2 separate regions of the Hordeum vulgare genome follow, and region 2 is linked to region 1. The links are chromatin contacts, called in public Hi-C maps. All regions are on one chromosome and are shown on one strand. The core of a region is the stretch at or near the end of the contact, and the rest is flanking DNA. Distances in the headings are between cores, read along the strand shown.

Evidence for each region. A called contact is a pair of places that touch in the nucleus more often than the background predicts.
Region 2: a Hi-C map of seedling shows a contact between it and region 1, with 2.6 times the contacts expected there. The contact joins the promoter of LOC123442809 here to the promoter of LOC123442807 in region 1. A contact is called at or near these places in 2 of 6 Hi-C or Micro-C datasets (leaf and seedling).

Annotation. Positions count from the first base shown.
Region 1 is chr3H:33,354,281-33,358,629 of MorexV3_pseudomolecules_assembly, forward strand. It overlaps LOC123442807 (tryptophan aminotransferase-related protein 2-like), which reads left to right and starts at 1,749. Exons shown (of 5, transcript XM_045118956.1): 1 at 1,749-2,712; 2 at 3,144-3,447. The coding sequence starts at 2,258.
Region 2 is chr3H:33,542,400-33,546,748 of MorexV3_pseudomolecules_assembly, forward strand. LOC123442809 (protein RST1) reads left to right here and starts at 2,005. Exons shown (of 24, transcript XM_045118957.1): 1 at 2,005-2,713; 2 at 3,098-3,181; 3 at 3,865-4,141; 4 at 4,290-4,349. The coding sequence starts at 2,036.

The DNA of each region.
Region 1 (4,349 bases), core at 499-2,998:
TTCAAAACTCACACAGGTTTCGGGGGCTACTGAGCATATGATTGCTTATAAACAATATAAGAAACACAATTACTTTGTGTGTAAAAAAGAGTGTGCGGATTACCTTGAAGCCTTCCAATAGACCGTCGAAAGCCTCTTTCAGACCATTGTCAAGGGACTGAATACTTTTCAATACCGTGCTCAGATGAGTGTGATGATCTTCGGGGATGGAAGAGTCATTTAGACCCTCCTCCATCATGACCGGACACCCAGTTTGGAGCTGCTTTGTTGTGGACGACATCGGATGTGGTGTAGCAGTTTCCCTTCGTGGAGAAACTGCTACTAATGGCTCCGGACACTGAGGGGCCTTCAGAATTGTCTTCAGAGGGGACCAAGAGGGTACAGGCCCTCATTCCTTTCTTTTTTTGACCGACTACTATAGAGCAAAACACCCCACAACCTTTTCTTTTATTTTATAACACAGATTACAATGTACATGACTAGTCTATTGGACAAACAAAAACACAATGTACTAACCTCAAGGGGGTAAGAATGAAACCCATTTTAACAGGTCATCCCTAAAACTAGCCTTAATTCTATGAGCTAGTAAGGAAATGTCATGCACAAAGTTTCTATTCCATGTGCTGAATCTAGGATGCTCATTTCTGAATACTTTAGCATTCCTTGTAGTCGAGATGTTCCAGCAGGCAGTGAGAACCACTTCAGTGAAGAAAGGTTTTTGGAAATCCCTCCTTGCACCTATGAAAATGTCCCACATGGAGCCCCCCTGCCAGTCAAATTGTAGGTAGTTCCACGCTCTCGTGCTAAACATGCAAGTGAAGAACAAATGATCCATGTCTTCCTTGATCCTTGCATGGCATAGAGCACACAGGTTAGACTCACAAACATTCCAGTGCCTTCTCTCGAGCATGTCCTATGTGTTTAACCTGTCCATGATCAGCATTGAGGAGAAAACCTTGATCTTCATTGTACAACAACTCTTCCAGATCCAGTTAAGTAAAGGATTGCCAGTGATTGGTTTGTGAACATGCATGTATTTTTTTGGTTGAGTACCCTTTTCCATCTTCCCCCCATAGCCAGACATCATTCCTTGAATGATCTCTGTGTAAATTCTGGATTAGGGTTTGCATAGTTTGTAACTCTTCAATAGCTCTTTTAGAGAGTGGCAGATGGAACAAGCTGGTCATGTCATTGCCTCAGAAAGGAGGAAAACCTCTTCAGCAGTGGAAAAAACATCAATTGCAAAAGAGAACAACCTCTGAAATCTGTGTGCCAAGGGTGTGTTGGAATTTTCTACCATTCAAAAATCTGACCAGAAACGAAAAGTGTCACTTTTTTTAAAAGGCAGAAAGTGTCACCTTTGTTTGGTTGTATGGATGTGACAACTCTCAAACTATCTAGCCTCTTGCATATATCTTTCTATCAAAAAGGGTCCACACAAAGTTGTATCTTTTGATACCGTGTCACTAAGCACTAGATTTTAGTGTGACGCTTCCTGTCGGCCACCACACAAAAGGTTATGTCAATAAATTTGTTTCGAACACGATTTACTTTGCGATTTTCTTGTGTGACATATCAGATTTGTCCATTTTACCCCAGATTTTCAGAATTTACTTCACATACATATAGGGGCCGCCTGTAATTCAACAATTGAATCTTTAAACACGCTGTCAATCATCATCCTCGCCGTTGCACACGGAAACAGAAAGAATATAAATAAAGCCGTGCAGTGCAGTGCAGTGCAGTGCAGTCGAGGCACCCAGACCCTGCTCCTCCCTCCACCTCCACCTCCACCTCCCTCTGCGCCACTACGCTGAAGCAGCTGCGCACTCTGCCTGTTCCATCGACCGTTCACATCGCACAGACGCTGCTTCTCTCTCCCAGCCCCACCTCCTCATCACTGCTCCAGTGCTTCAGCTGCTCAGATTCACAGAGCAACAGCAGAGAGAGTGGCAGGGCTCGGGCGTCAGTGAAGTCAGCCTCAGCGCTGGAGAGAGGGAGAGAAACAGGTGGGACTTCATTACTTGCCGTAACTAGTCAAGCAGCTCCGAGGTCCGAGCTCTGAACTGAACCCGTCGGTTTGGGCACCTCCGCTGAATCTTTCTCCCCCAAAAGCCGGCTGATTCCAGCCGATCGAAGAGCCCTTCTCGCCAAAAGACATCTGTTGTTGTTGTTGTTGTTGTGGTTCGTTGTTGTCGTTTTTCTTTTTAGTGGGCTGGTTCTCACACTAGAAAAGGCTTTGATTCCTCCGGGCGTCATGGCGCCGCCCCGGCGCCGCACGGCGGCGGAGTTCCAAGGGAACGGCGGCCTAATGCCGCCGTCGGTGCAAGTGTTCGCTTCTCCCTGCGGCAGCGGCGGCGGTGGCGCGGTGACCACGAACGGCAGCGACAAGTCGCTCCGGGGAAAGAAGCCAAGAGGCGATACCAGCGTACACTCCGCCACCAAGGACACCGGCCGGAGGCGGCCGGCGGGACGCATGCCACTTTGGCTGGTCGGCATCTTTGTCTCTCTCGCATTCAATGTCGCCGCGCTCCCGCTCCTACTCCAGCAGTACATCGTCAACCAGCCGCACCACCACCATCACGGTGTCATCTCTCCTGATCAGCAACAGCACGCCTGCGCCCCGCAGCCGGGCACGAGCGGCGCGACGGCGAGAGCGCCGTCCACCGGGAAACCAGCAGTTACTTCGGATTCGGTTATTAACCTCGACCAGTTAAGTCTCTGTTCCTTGATTCTTTTTTCCCCGTGGTAAATTTTTGCAGTAAAAATACTATCTGTAATTTGACGAGCCGGCAATGGGTCCTCTTCCCCGCGGAGCATGTCCTTGTTCAGTGTCAATGTCAAGGAGGAATGAACTCCGATCTTGGGGCGGTCGATGCCAGATTCATCCGCCGTGCATGCACCTGTCGCCATGATTTTGCTCTCATTTTCGCAACTAGTCTATTTCCGCCATCGAAGCAGCACCACATGAGCTCGAATCATGGTTGATGGCCGCCCGCGCCCGAATCTGTTCCCAATTTCGTTCTAAAAAAACCCTCCGAATCTGTTCTCACCTTTGTTTTTAAAAACCCTCCGAATCTATTCCAATCTCATTTCATATACAAAGTTGCAAACGCGTTTGACATTCGTTCTGTCGGCTGCAGCGGGGACCCGACCATGTTTGAGGCCTTCTGGCGGGAGACCGGCGACGCGGCGGAGCTCGTCATCCCGGGCTGGCAAACCATGTCGTACTTTTCAGACATCAGCAACGTCTGCTGGTTCATGGAGCCTCTGTTCGACCAGCAGGTGCGCCGGCTCCACCGCACCGTCGGCAACGCCGCCGTGGACGGCTACCACGTCCTCGTCGGCACCGGCTCCACGCAGCTCTTCATGGCGGCGCTCTACGCCCTCTCGCCCGCCGATGCCGACCAGCCCATGAGCGTAGTCTCCACGGCGCCCTACTATTCGGTAAGTGCGACATTAAAGAAAATCCCTCTCAAGTTCAGATTTTTTACAAACACAAAGACACAACTGACCTTGGGTGGCATAAAACAATGGCATCCGTTGCCCATTGGGGGCGATGAAATGTTGTGTGACAACTGACAAGGACGGCAAATCCTGTCAATATCGTATCATTCCCCACTAAATGATGAGGTGATGGGCCAGGGATTAGGACAGCGGGGGACACCTCGATCTCGACGGTGCCACTGATTTCTCTCTGTCCCCATTTCCTTGTCCCAAGCCCGCCACCCACATGCGCATGGTGGTTAACCATATGGGCGTGACGAGACTTTGGGGAAAGGGTATCATCGGTCTTTCTCGTAGGGCCGGCGGCGAGGCATCAGCGTCACTGCTGTTTGCCGGTGACCCGATCCACGACGCGTCGCTGTATGCAATCACGAGCATGGGCTTCTAGAACCAAATCTGAATCTCAGTTCCGGGGAGTTTCAGTAGCATGTTATTAGGCAGCAGACCATTCCGTCTGCATGTGCTGCTGATGAGAGTATGGGAAACACATGGCGTGGCGGCGCCGCCGTATGCGGCTACTGTTTGCGCTCATGTGTGGCACGATTGATCTGCGTACTTAAACCTGGGGAAACAGGAAAGTATAGGGCACTCTGTTGTTAGGATTCCATTGTCATGTGTGTGTTCCACATCTGGTGATAGGTCATGTGCTCAGCTCAGATCGCCTCAGTCATGGGGTGCCAGTGTCCAGCGCATAGGATTTTTCCTTTTGATAGTTAGCTTATTCTTAATCTGAGCTGGGATGAGAGTTAAGAGTTCGAATCCTGGCCTCTGATTATTGATGTTTTCTATTGTAAGAACAGAGTGTCCCTCTGTTGGTTACCTTTGCGGGAGCGTAAGAGCAT
Region 2 (4,349 bases), core at 755-3,254, 190 kb after region 1:
GAAGCCGAATGCAACTCTTCTATATTCCAATCTTTACCTCATTACCATTCCGGAGCTCCTCGTGATGTCCGAGATCTCACCTGGGACTCCGAACAACTTTTGATCACCAACATACATAACTCAATAATGTCGAAACGTCACCAAACCTTAAGTGTGCAGACCCTACGGGTTCGAGAACTATGCAGACATGACCTGTGACACTCTCCGGTCAATAACCAATAGCGGGACCTGGATGCCCATACTGGCTCCTACATATTCTACGAAGATCTTTATCGGTTGAACCTCTATGTCAAGGATTCAGTTAATCCCATATGTCGTTCCCTTTGTTTATCAATATGTTACTTGCCCGAGATTCGATCGTCGGTATCTCTATACCTAGTTCAATCTCGTTACCGGCAAGTCTCTTTACTAGTTCCGTAATACAAGATCCCGTGGCTAACTCCTTAGTCACATTGCTTGCAAGGCTTGTTGTGATGTTGTATTATCGAGTGGGCCCCGAGATACCTCTCCGTTATACGGAGTGACAAATCCCAGTCTTGATTTACGCCAATCCAACAGACACCTTCGGAGATACTCGTAGAGCACCTTTATAGTCACCCAGTTACATTGTGACGTTTGATACCTACAAGGCATTCCTCCGTTGTTCGGGAGTTGCATGATCTCATGGTCATAGGAATAGATACATTGACATGCAGAAAAATAGTAGCAATACACTGACACGATCATATGCTATGTTCATACTTTGGGCCTTGTCCATCACATCATTCTCCTAATGATGTGATCGCCTTATCAAGTGACAACACTTGTCTATGGCCAGGAAACCTTGTCCATTTTTGATCAACGAGCTAGTCAACTAGAGACTCACTAGGGACTGTGTGTTGTCTATGTATCCACACATGTATTTGAGTTTCCAATCAATACAATTTTAGCATGGATAATAAACGATTATCATGAACAAGAAAATATAATAATAACCATTTTATTATTGCCTCTAGGGCATATTTCCAACAGATATCTTGGGTGTAGACATTGTCCTCAAGAAAGAATAGCAAAGTATATCAAGAGAAATCATCCACTATAATGAGACCATAATGACCGCCACTGAAACTTGCATATAGTTTCAAGGCCTGAATAAATCCACATAAAGATTTTTGGGAGATCTTGTGGTAGTCATGATAGTTTTTGACGATTATGCTTCTTGGCCAACTTGCCGGCCTCACAAGCACCGTAGAGATGATTTTTGTCGAATTTCACACCAGGAATGGCACAAATGTGATTTTTCTTCATGAGAGTTTGCAGATTCCTTATGCCTGCATGAATGATAGCAAGCAAGTGCACATGGTTTGGTTGTAGCTTTTTAAGGAAGAGTATCGATCTCAAAGACAACACAAGAATTGAAATTTTGCCTCTCGCAGTGAATTATATATTTCTATGCCTGTAAATAATTATAGACTTAAAGCAAAATGAGGGTGAAAATAAATATAAGTGAATAGTGGAGCATACTTTGAAGTAAATAACATAAATGTAAATAAAAATCAATGATTGAGTGGCTGGTGGACCACCAAAGGAGTAAAGTGTTCTGAGGGAGTGTGGAATCCCCATTGGTACGTTTCTAGAGCTCCTATGCTTGGCATAGTATGTTGTGGATATTTGAACCATAATTGATGATTATGCTGGAGAGAGCGAGATACAGACCACATTCTACTCGAAACAGACTTTGTTTGTTTTTCATTTGAGACTCACACGTCGACAGCGTCAAAACACAAGGAGAAAGGCCAATTTTTTTTTTTTTTTTTTTTTGATTTGAGGGGTAAGAAAGACCAACTATTCGATTTGTTTATGAGGCAAGGCCAATTATCCACACTGGCCATGATGGGAAACGTAGAAGATTAGGCCCACGATTGTCGAGTTAGGCCGCAACAGTTGGCCCATCTCATCTGGACGACTTGATCGGCCTGGTACGGGTAGCTTTTACTCCAGTCTCCCAACAGTCAAGTAGTCCACAGCCATCTCCGTCTCCGGCCACCGCATCGCCATGGCCTCCGCCTCGTCCGGCGCCGCGGCCTTCTCCCGCCTCGTCGACCGCACCCGCGTCCCGGACCCCACACTCCAGCGCCACGCCGTCGCGGCCTTCTTCCGCCACCTCCTCACGCTGCCCCCTCCTCTCCCCTCCGCCGCCCACGACGGCATCTCCTCCCTCCTCGCTTCCCCGCACGCCGCTGTCGCCGCCTACGCCTCCGCGTCCCTCGCCCGCCTCGCGGCCTCCCGCGCCGACCTCCTCGGCCCCGACGAGGCCCTCCCGTTCCTCATCGCGCCCCTCTCCGCCTCCCCGTCTCCCCGCCTGGTCTCATGCCTCGTCAAGGCCGTAGCCGCGCTCGTTTCCTGCGTCCTCCGCTCCGGCCCCGCTGGCTTACGCTTCCCGCCCCACAACCACCCCTTCGTCCAGGCCCTCGCGTCGGGCGCTGACGGCGCGCGAGCGGAGCTGTCGCGGCAGGCGGCCAGGATGGTGGCCGAGGGGGTCGACGGCGCGGTGGGGTTCCTGAGGCCTTTCGTGATGTTTGCCGTGGTGAGGAAGGGGGACACCGCGTTCGCGAGGGATTTGATCGGCGCGCTTGCCGCAGCGGCTACTGCAGCGGCAAAATCGGATGCGGCGGTCCCATTGCTGAAATTGCTCGGCGAGAGCTTGCTGCATTTCGGCCGCGGGGATGGGGAGGTATGTGTTTTGGTCTATTCCCTCATCGATGGTGGTATTCTTTTTTCTTCTTCTGGGGAATGCAGTTGTTTGCAAAACTGCGAGGAATCTAGGGCACATAAACAACATCACAGTCGTTTTGCATTTCGTTTGTGTTCGAGCAATGCTTGTTGTGGCAAGAGCGATTGCGGGTGTTACGGTTCCTGTTCCTATGGATGCTAATGTTATTGTTTATAGTCGGGTTCAGTTGATAGTGCACAATGCAGGGAAAACACATGAAGTTCATGCAGCTGATTGTGCATAACTGGGAATGTATTTGGCAGTGTATTTTGTAGTTGTTAAAGCCTCAAAGGGGGAAATTATCTTACTCTGCACATAACGTTGCCTGCATTTCTTTTTCTTCAGGAAGGGCGGCTCTGGCTTAGTTCTGTGGAGTGCTTGGTCGATGCATATGTGCTATTACTGAGGAAGTTAGCTCATGCTCAAAGGGTACTGCTCTTCTATGTTCTATCTGCTAATTTTGTGTAAATAATTGTATCCTTGTCTTACTGATATTGTAAAATGCAGTCATGTTGGTTATGAATTTAGAAACTCAGGAAATTCATATTCTAGGCTACGCTTGTGGAGTTAAAACACAGAACCAAACAGTTTGCTCCTGCCGTTTATAAATCTTTTGTCAACTACTCCCTCCGTTCCTAAATATATGTCCTTATAGAGATTTCAATATGAACTACATATGGAGCAGTACGGGTGAATCTCCACTCTAAAGTATGTCTATATACATCCGTGTGTAGTCCGTATTGAAATCTCTAAAAAGACTTATATTTAGGAACGGAGGGAGTATAACCTAGGAGTTATGGAAATGTATGGTGAGTTAATTTTATATATTTATACAATCGCTAAGGGAATACACCTGGGCATAGTTCGTTTGTACTGTAGGTTAACTTCCTAATATACTGATTAGTATGGTGCTGCATTTACACATGAGCCTCCTCTATGTTTCACCATCCATTGATGGAACTGGGGTAGGGAGCCAGTTAGGCAACTAACCAGTTAGTTATAGCCTTCTAGGGTCAATTTTCTTTCTTTAGTTTCTTCAGTTCAAATGCTTATATAATTCCTATGTATCAGCAATGCATCATACTTGTGCTATAACTTGCTTCTTTTAACAGCCAGCCTATGATGCCCAAGCAAGTAGTGTGGAGTTGCTAGAAATACTTTTGTCGCAATGTTCACTTCATCACCAACTTCTGGGAATGTCTTGTGCAGTTCTTGGATTATCAAAATATTTGTTTGCTGTGCAAAAGGACCTTGGGTTATGCTATCTTCCTGAAATTTCTGGTGTTCTCAGTTCTCTTTCCTGCATTCTCAGTGCGCTAGAGTTTGAATCTGAGCAACTGGCTGGATTGAAACTTCTGGCCTTTTTGATTGAATGGAGACATGAAAATGGTACATCCCTAATTTTTTAGAATCCCCTTCCCCCCTCTCATTTGCAACCTACAACTTAAATTTTTAATTTGCTTTTCTTTCATGTTATGAGTTATGACAGACACTAAAAACTTGGCTCCTCATAATATTTGATGTTCTTTGCTTGCAGCGCTCAAAACAAATGAAGTGGTACATCACTTCAGTGAGGAGCTTCTCTGTGTTCTGCCAG